Linked DNA regions of Sus scrofa: region 1 is linked to region 2. A link is a contact called in public HiChIP or PLAC-seq data. All regions are on one chromosome and are shown on one strand. Each heading gives the region's core, a stretch centred on a gene start, on an enhancer-like site or on the middle of the called end of the contact. The rest is flanking DNA. Distances are from core to core; before and after follow the strand shown. Region 1 holds the start of FGFBP3 (fibroblast growth factor binding protein 3). Region 2 holds the start of TNKS2 (tankyrase-2).

Region 1 (5,028 bases), core at 943-3,442, 120 kb after region 2:
CCAGACAGAGAAGGGATAGGGCCCAGGGTCTGCCAGTCTGTGATTTTTTCCCTTATGCAGACTTCACAGTTCTTGTCTTTCTCCAACAATTCAAGATGTGTTTTGGAACTTCCTTCAAGGTACACTCAGAACTAGATCAAATGCAGTCAAAATTTCCATTGTCCTGGCGTTCCCACTGTGGCCCTATGGGATTGGCAGTGTCCTGGGAGCTCTGGGACACAGGTTAGATTTCTAACCCTGCAGAGTTTCGGCTGCAGCTCTGATCTGATCCCTGGCCAGGGAACTCCTGATGCCCTAGGGTGGTCAAAAGTGAAAAATAATTTTTCCATTGTCCCGTCGATTCTTTAACCATTTTATTGAGCACGTAACGTATGCAAAGTCTATCATCACATCTTATTTAAAATGAGATACGTTAGCAATTAATTACATGAAACAGATACAACTTTATAATGGTCCAACTGACTCTGAGATCTATTCTTACATTTTAGCTGTTTCAAAAAATACGATCAAATATAAAGATAATTGTCTTTTTAAAACCTACTGGAGCACTTCTATAATTCACCTCTGAATTTGGAATGTTAATGGGAAAGTTTCAGAACACCAGCCATCACTCTGTGTAAAAGCAGCACTTCTGAAAGAATTCAAAGGCAATTATCCTGAAAAATCTTTTCACTGAGTCAGTTTTGAGCTCCAAATGGCTTCTATCCCTATGGAAATCATCCGTGACACCAGACAGCACCCAAGTTCATACTAATTCTGAAAGAGAAAAATAAATTGGTGATCTTGTCAGCTGATTAGGTGAGAAGACCCTGAAGATACAACATGGCTCAGGTTATCAGTTGTTCTTGATTACATTTTAATATGTGTTAAACATTGTATCCTGCTTCCCATATGAGTAACATCATTTAAGTCAGTCTTTCCTTTTTTTTTTTTAGCTTCTCTGTACCCTCCCCTCTCCGTGTTTTGCTGAGGCTGCACATTTAAGCTATGCCTACATTTAAGATACGCCTACTTCTGTTTCCAGTATTTCTTCTGCTCTTAATCAGAGTCGAGACGTAATAATTTTTAACCTCTCTTAATAATTTTTAACTGTCTCAGAGGTCCTCCATACTTTCATCCCAGGCCTCACTATTTCCACCCTCCCCCCCAGCCCCATTCTAGAACCTGGACTCCTCCCTGCTCTCTATCCGATATCTCTGGGCCTAGGAGGTCCTTGGCTTCTGCTTACCCGCTGCGCACATACTCCCCCCCTTTCCTGTCTTCTCTATCCCCCCTTTCCCCCCCAGCCCCTTCCCAGGCCTGCAACCTCAGCCATTCCAGAAATTGACAAAGAAATTGCAGAGGGAGTGCCACTTCTCAGCACAGTAGGTCTCCGTGAGCTTCGCGTTCTCGTCCAGCCCGTCGGGATCGGGCCAGGTCCCCAGGGTCTGCTCCTCTTCTGGGTCCAAGGCCGCCTTCCTCTTGCCCCACTTGGTCTTCTTCTCCGAGGGCTTCCCTATGGGCGGCGCGCTCGGAGGAGGCGGGGCCCTGGCGCCTGGGCCGGGAGCTGGCTCCCGGGGTCGCCCCCGGCTCCTGGCCGGGAGCTTGGAATCCCGGGGGAAACCCGAGGCGATGGGGTCAGCCGGTGCGGATTCGTGGGGCACTAGGCGCAACTCGGCGCCATGGCCCTTCTTGCCCGCGCACAGGCGAGCCTTGAGAGGCGAGAGGTCGTGGCAGGGCCGCGGCTTCCTCCGTAGCCCGCCCAGCACCTGCTTCCAGTACAGCGAGCTGCGGGCAGCGTAGGCGGCGCAGCGCCACGGCTCGCCGCGGTAGGCGCACTGGTGGTGCGCCCCGTCCGGAGCCTGGCAGCGCAGCGCCAGCTCGCTGCCCGCTGAGGGCCCTGGGGCGGGCTGCAAGAGCTGCCAGCTGCACGCGTGCCTCTCGGGGCTGACGAAACGGCCGGAGGAGCCGCCCGCAGGGCCCGGGGCAGACTCGGCGGTGCTGGCGGCAGCCCTCTGGTCTCTCCTGGCAGCTGCGAGAAGGCAGCCACCCAGCAGCAGCAGAAGCGAGAGCGACCTTCGAAGCCTCAGAAGACCCATGGCTCGTTGTGCCTGCGCGCAAGTCGGCTCTCCAGGGAACCCTGGGCACTTCAGTGGTAACAGGGCCAGGAGAGCAGCATCCCTTGGACCTGGGGACAGAGGCACAAACTGCTAATGACTGAGCCGGGCGCAGCCCTAAGTCCAACACATGCACCTGCCAGTCCCCTTCCCCAGACTTCTGGGCGCTGGTTTCCATTGGGCAGCAGCACCATACGACGGGTCCCTCTGAAAAGTTTTCCTGGGAAAAAGTCAATTACTGTCTAATCTTTTTGAAACCGTTTACACGTTGAGGTTTTCTCCCCTATGCAAATACGGTAGCAAAGCGATGCCTGGTAATTACCACCTCCACACCTTCCTCCACCCCGTCCCTTCTCCATCCTCTAATAAATTATCTACATAATCATTTCAGATTATTCTTTGGGTAAATGCACTTTTACTGCACTTTGAACTTACCTAGTTCTGGGGAAGGTGGCGGGGTCTTATTAATGTGGAAGGAATAACTGCATGAAGGATTAGTCTGTTTTAGCCGGCTCCCAGTGAATGAATGTGTTATCAACAGGATAGAAGGGGCCTCCCCCTCTATGCCCCTCCCAGACTTCTCTCTTACTGGGAGATTTCCCACCATCACGCCACACACACACACACACACACACACACACACACACACACACGAAGGAGCGATGTAACATGAAATATATATCTTTTTTCTTCCAGTCTTTAAAATAATCACATGAATTTTAGCAAATCGTTCTTTTCCTTCCTTTTACATATTTTAATCATCTGAAAATAAAAGTTAAACAGAAAGATCTGTTTTAAGAGTTAGACAACCTTAAATGAAAGAAAACAATTGTCAATTGACACTATTTTTTTATCATTTGAATTCTTTATTTTCACCCGCCGAGTTCTTTATTTTCCAACTGTCTTATCCTAATCATCCTAATAACTGTTACTACTAACATAAATATAATATCTCAGTTTATAGACTCATTGTACTGTCCAGCACTTCACCCAGGGGTGAGCATTTGGTCTTTTGATTATTTTTAAGTATTCTAAGTCATTTATAAATTTCTTATATAAATCAGAAGTTTAAGAAATTCTTTTGATTATAATGCAAGGTAATATTATCAATTCAAACAGTCTTTCAGTCAAAATTAATGTGTTCTTGAATCTTGAGTATTTTACGTTTAAACAAAGCTATTTTTTACACTTTGGGATAGTACATTATCTTTTTAAAAATGTTCTCAGTGGCATTCTCGCCATGACACAGTGGAAACGAATTTGACTAGGAACCATTAGGTTGCCGGTTCCATCCCTGGTCTCGCTCAGTGGGTTAAGGATCTGGCCTTGCTGTGAGCTGTGGTGTAGGTCGCAGATGCCGCTGGAATCCCACGTTGCTGTGGCTGTGGCATAGGCCTGTGGCTACAACTCCGATTAGACCCCTAGCCTGGGAACCTCTGTATGCCATGTGTGCGGCCCTAAAAAGCAAAAAAAAAAAAAAAAAAAAAAAAAAAAAAAAAAAAAAAAAGTTCTCAGTAATAAATGTGATTTCTTTATGTCAAGAGTTTATACTTCTAATTGTTTTATACATATAAGTATTTTCCTAAAATACTTCCCAGGATGTCAAGAAGTCTCATTACATTTCCTAATGTCTTTTTGTGGACAGTATTTTCTACTACTAAACTCCCATTGGTATTGCATTCCTACAGTTACAATTTGACTACTACTATAAAAATCAAAATATTTTAGGAATTCCCGTGGTGGTGCAGGGGAAACGAATGCGACTAAGTACCATGCGACTAAGTACCCTGGCATTGCTCAGTGGGTTAAAGATCCGGCGTTGCTTGTGAGCTGTGGTGCAGGTCTCAGATGGAGCTCGGATCCTGCGTTGCTATGGCTGCGGTATAGGCCGGCAGGTGTAGCTCCGATTGGACCCCTAGCCTGGGAACCTCCATATGCCGCAAGTGCGGCCCTAAAAAGAAAAAAAAATCCAAAATATTTTAGAGTTAGAATGTATTTAAATGTGTTTTGGCACAGATTAAATATACAGTAGACCTAAAAAAATATTGACCTAAAAAAAGACATCTCTACCACTCTAGTGAAATCAGATTAAAGGATTTACCCAAGGTCACACACAAGCCGTCTGACTCCCAGTGATTGATGATCTTTACATTTCAACTTTGTATTTCATTGCCATCAATTTCAAAGTTAGTTATGTCTTAATAACACCAATTTATACTGAAAAACAATTTGTGCTGGTGAAGTTAAGAAATATTAATATGTTTCATAAACAGAGTAGTTTATTAATACATTTAATAGATGGAACACTTCTCTTCACCAGAAAACTGTATTTATATCAGCAAAGCACTGACTATTTACAGGCTTTTATCTGATGCTCTGGCATTATTAGTTATCAGCTACTGAACCAAACTGGAATAGTATTTCAGCTAAAGAGCGACATCTTGTGACATTCTTCACTAATTACAATGAAAAAGGTTTTTGTTCGTTTTATCAAAATGTCATAATTATTAAGAGAGGTATTCCAGAGACTATGATTTCTGTCAGAAACATTGCCCCCAGAACAAAAATAAGGGCATAAGTATGTGCTATGCCATATCATAAAGGGGTAACTTCTTACCAGAAGTAGTTACTTTTTATAAATTACGGTAAAATATACAGAACATAAGTGTTTTACCATTTTAACCATTTGCAGGTGTACAGTTCAGTGACGTTAAGTACATTCACGGTGCTGTAAAACCATCACCAACCATCCAGCGCCAGAACTTTTTTCATCTTCCAAAACTGAAACTCTGCATTGAGTAAACAATAACTCCTTGTTCCTCCCTTCTTTCTCCCTCTGGCAACTCTTTCTGTCTCCATGAAGTGACTATTCTAGGTACCTCATGAAAGTGGAATCATAGTTCTTTTGTGACTAGCTTATTTTACTTAGTAT
Region 2 (5,083 bases), core at 987-3,486:
GTTTCCAATTTCTCCATAAATTTCACCAACACTTCTTATTTTCTGTCCTTTTGATAGTCGTCATCCTTATGAGTGTGTGGTATTATCCCACTGTGGTTTTAATTTGCATTTTTCCACTGAGAAATTTAGAAATTTGATACTTTTTAAAATGAGGACTAAGACCTCCTTGAGATACCATTTACACTCCATATGTTGGAAAAAATTAATCAGACAGTATCCAGCATTGATGAGGACAGAGTTTTTTTTAAGACTCCTAAACTCAGCTAGTGTGTCTATTTTAAACAATCTCTTTGAAAAACAATTTGGCTTTACCTTGTAAAGTGAACATTCATTCCTTGTGACTCAGTGATCCCACCCCTGGATAGTCCATTTCCTCAGTGTTTTTCAAAACTTGTGTTACCACTCATTTGTGAGTTCTGTAATCCATTAACTGAAAGTCATAACTAGCATTTTTCTAAACATTGAAGAAATGAATATTGTTTTATTATTTGATGACACTTTTGTTTTATGTATAAGTATGTTTACTGGCTGAAGACACAAAATGCATTTCTTTTTTTTTTTTTTTTTTTTTTTGTCTTTCTTTTGTTGTTGTTGCTATTTCTTGGGCCGCTCCCGCGGCATATGGAGGTTCCCAGGCTAGGGGTTGAATCGGAGCTGTAGCCACCGGCCTACGCCAGAGCCACAGCAACGCGGGATCCGAGCCGCGTCTGCAACCTACACCACAGCTCCCGGCAACGCCGGATCGCTAACCCACTGAGCAAGGGCAGGGACCGAACCCGCAACCTCATGGTTCCTAGTGGGATTCATTAACCACTGCGCCACGACGGGAACTCCACAAAATGCATTTCTTATACTATAGGCAGTGGTCAAAATGTCTGCCTCTCATTTTAAATACTTGTACATGTGCACCAGAAGAATGCATAGGAATATTCATAGCACTCTTGTTCATAACAAAAAATTGGAAAGAAACCAAATGGCAGCATTGTAAATTTGAGCACATTCCCAAGCAAAAACTGAATTTGCCGAAAAAGAGGTTAAGAAATTCAGGGGAGGGGGAATATGCTTGCCTGCATTGCAAAGGTCAATATGTATCCCTTTACGTTTGCATTATCTTTCTTTTTTTTTTTTTTTTTTTTTGTCTTTTTGCTATTTCTTTGGGCCACTCCCGCGGCATATGGAGGTTCCCAGGCTAGGGGTCGAATTGGAGCTGCAGCCACTGGCCTACGCCAGAGCCACAGCAACACAGGATCCGAGCCGCGTCTGCAACCCACACCACAGCTCACGGCAACGCCGGATCGTTAACCCACTGAGCAAGGGCAGGGACCGAACCGCAACCTCATGGTTCCTAGTCGGATTTGTTAACCACTGCGCCACGACGGGAACTCCTATCTTTCTTTTAAAAGTTTCCTAAGACTAAGGTATAGAGTACGGGATGATCATGAACAGCTGCATCAGTACCTTAGGCGTGAGAATTAATAATGTGCTTTTCTTGCTTCCATAGTAAAAAAAAAAAAAAAAAAATCACAATTCATTAAACTGTCAGCAATGTGTATACCCAGGATAAGCACACCTCAGCCAAATCAACATAATATTGATTTATGATGGGCCCTTCAATTAGTCCCGAGCTAATAACTAAGGGAAAAGTAATTAATCTGAGCAATGCCTCTCCGTTATTAATTTATACTTGGAACAAACTTTCATCGCTTTCCTAATTTCCTAAACGATCTGGGGGCGGTTCATCCAAACTTCCCATCAAGCAAGTCATTCATTTCCGAGAAGTGGCTCACAAAAAACAACAAAATAGCAGTTGCCGGGGCAGGGAGAAGGTTGGGGAGGTGGGGGTTGGGGGAGCACAAAAACAAACCAAACCAGAAAAGAAACCCTCAAGGAGAAAGTGATTGTGGAAGCTGAAAAAAATGGAACATTTCCTCATAACAAGTCCAAAATAATATGTAAGATCGGAGAGAAAACTTTCGAGAGTTCTTTCCAGTGTTGTAGCAGTAAGGAAATTCAGACCAGGAAATCCATTCTTTAAACAGAGACAATAAGCAGAATTGTTCGACTCCATCAAAAGCCACCACAAAGATGGCGGTGGGACGAAGCCCCTTCTTCTCCCGCGGCCGGAGGCTCTCGCCTCACATTTCCCACAAGCCCCTCCGCGCGGCCTGGCTCTCCGAAACCCAGCCGGCCGCTCTGCCGCCACTGCGCACGCGCGGCACGACGTCACGTGCGCTCCCGGGCTCAGCAGAGCTGGCAGGAGGGGCCTTGCCAGCTTCCGCCGTCGCGTCGCTTAGTGTCTCAAACGGCGGGTTCGCTGTGCCTCCGCCGTCTCAGGGCAGCCAGGGGTCGTGGGGCTGGGCGAGGGGTGCGCGGCAGCGCGGCCATGGGACTGAGTCGAGCCCGGTGACAGCAGGGAGTCAAGCGGCCCGGGCCCTGAGCTCCTCTCCTCCCGGGGCCCTCGCCCTCCTGCTCGCGGGGCCGGGGCTCCTGCTGCCGCTGCTGGCGCTGCTGCTGGTGGCGGCGGCGGCCAGGATCATGTCGGGCCGCCGCTGCGCCGGCGGGGGCGCGGCCTGCGCGGGCGCGGCGACCGAGGCGGTGGAGCCGGCCGCCCGCGAGCTGTTCGAAGCGTGCCGCAACGGGGACGTGGAGCGAGTCAAGAGACTAGTTACGCCCGAGAAGGTGAACAGCCGCGACACGGCGGGCAGGAAGTCCACGCCGCTCCACTTCGCCGCAGGTAACCCAGGCCATTGCCGCCTCGACTCGCCCCAGACCCCACCTGCGCACCCAGGCTCGCAGGCCCCAAAGCAGACATAATGCTCCTCTGACCCCGGCCTTTCCCATAGGACCCCGGTCCCATTCATCTCGATGTTGTCGAATGGGAACTGAGGAAATGGGGGTAGGGGAGTAGGGGCGAGCGTGCTGAACTCACTGGAAGTTTTGTTTTTGTTTTTGCTTTGTTTTGTTTTGTATCGACAATACCTGTACCAACTTCCGGTCTTACTAACCTGAAAGGCCTTGTACACACAGAGTAAGAGATGTAATAGACCTTGTGATTTTAAAGGCCAGTTAACTGTAAAATCTATCGTTCTTGCACGTTCCACTGTAACACTTAACAATCCTTTGATATACAATCTTAAAGGCTTTTATAAAACGCAGGAGTGTAATTCAAGAAGAGTAGCTTAATTGACCATTGACACATTACCCTTAATGAGTTTATCAGGGTAGCAAGTTTCTAGAGAGACTAGAACTGGAAATAGTCAAGTTTGGGAGAACTGAGATCTGACTTAGGCTGGGTGCGATTGGGTAGTCCCTGCCAGACTCAACTTAGGGTGGAAAGTAGAATGAGAGGAAAGACGGTGCAGGTTCTCTAGCTTGGATTTAGAATTTAAATTGGTACTAGCCTCGCCTCATTCTGAGATTTAGATTGTTTGAAGTACTTTATTTTAATTTTTGCTAGGTTCACTTTGTAATATAAGCTTTTTAAATTTAATTGAAAAATTAAAAAATTAAAGATGAAACAGCTCATTTCTACAAGGCATTTATGCTTTTCTTTTTGAGGAAAGATCGTGATTATCCTCAAGGGAGCCATGCACGATTAAAAGTGGGAATAGAGTGTCATACTTCCGTTAGTCCTGGTTTTTCATTTTGGGTATTACATGCTTGTTTAAAATAATTTTTTGAAAAAGCAGAACTATATGTTTTAAAGCACTGTTTTTTGGAGTAGGAATGATGTGCAGAGAAGGAAAGATTTCCGTATTCACAGACATTGTTGGGCTCCCACTGAGAAGCCTTTTAAGGGAGAAGATTTAGGAGGCCATTGGTGGGAGAAGTAGAAACAAGACTGTAGGCAGCAGAAAGGGAATGGGGAAGAATTCTAAAATCAAATCTCCTTTTTCACCATTTTGCCTAAAATTTTGGTGATCAGTGCTGCCTTTCCTCAGCTAATTTGGATTGTCGTTTTTGTCCATGTAGTCAACATTTAAACAACTGATTTGGCAAACTTTCATACCCAACTGATACGTAATCCAAAGGGTAGTGTTACTTAGATTCTGTTCACTTGATCTGTGGGATAAAAATAACCAAGGAAGATCTTAGTTGCTACCTTTCAAGAATTTGTTGTATTAGTGAGTTCATCTCTGAAAATAGTAATATTTGGAGGTTTAAGGTTATGGATTAGCTTCTGATTGACCTTGTTCCTCCCAACCTTCCCACCCTCAGTTCTGTCCCAGCATTTCAAAGTACTTTTTAATGTAGATTTCATGTAGTTTGGTCAGACTGAAAAGGAGAATTTTATTTTAGGAACCAACTCACCCATCATAATTTACCACATACAGGTTAAAAGATTAAGAATTTATGGTATAGGAGTTCCCGTTGTGGCTCAGTGGTTAACGAATACGACCAGGAACCATGAGGTTGCAGGTTCAATCCCTGGCCTTGCTCAGTGGGTTGGGGATCCGTCATTGCCTTGAGCTGTGGTGTAGGTTACAGACGCAGCTCAGATCTGCCATTGCTGTGGTTGTGGTGTAGGCCGGAGGCTACAGCTCTGAGTCGATCCCTAGCCTGGGAACCTCCATATGCCACAGGTGCAGCCCCAGAAAAGACAAAAAGACAAAAAGACAAAAAAAAAAAAAAAAAAAAAATTAAAAGAATTTAAGGTATGAAAGTAACAAAATAAAAAAATTACTGATGGCCTGCATTAAACCTGAGCTTTAAAGCCTTGCATTTAAATCTAGATAGATACTTTTTTAAAAAATTAGTCTTATAAATTTAAGTTAGTAGTTCGATTAATGAGAAAGAACCTGTTTTAATTTTTAAGTAAAATTAAAGGAGTTCCCTAGAGGCCTAGCCGTTAAAGATTCAGCGTTGTCACTGCTGCAGCTTGGGTCATTGCTGTGGTGCAGGTTCCATCCCTGTCCCCAGGAACTCCCACATGCCATGGGCACAGCAAATAAATACGTACATACATCCAGCTGCATTTTCTCTTAATATATGGAGAATACATTTTATAAACTCTTTGTAGGTGGTGAGTTATCAGTCATGCTAATGTGCAGCATGTCTTTGGAAGCTCAGTGTAGGTGGGACT

The links. HiChIP or PLAC-seq counts read pairs in DNA pulled down with a chosen protein or histone mark.
Region 1: a contact with region 2 is called in an H3K27ac HiChIP or PLAC-seq map of alveolar macrophages. The contact joins the promoter of FGFBP3 here to the promoter of TNKS2 in region 2. A contact is called at or near these places in 3 of 5 promoter capture datasets (fetal liver and liver), 12 of 47 Hi-C or Micro-C datasets (alveolar macrophages, embryonic fibroblasts, fetal heart ventricle and 8 more) and 2 of 2 datasets of contacts at active chromatin or transcription factors (alveolar macrophages and skeletal muscle).

The regions. Positions count from the first base shown.
Region 1 is chr14:103,515,449-103,520,476 of Sscrofa11.1, forward strand. It overlaps FGFBP3 (fibroblast growth factor binding protein 3), which reads right to left and starts at 2,193. Exons shown (of 2, transcript NM_001258356.1): 1 at 1,307-2,193; 2 at 340-756. The coding sequence starts at 2,078. The coding sequence ends at 1,308.
Region 2 is chr14:103,394,188-103,399,270 of Sscrofa11.1, forward strand. TNKS2 (tankyrase-2) reads left to right here and starts at 2,237. Exons shown (of 27, transcript XM_001926556.7): 1 at 2,237-2,734. The coding sequence starts at 2,536.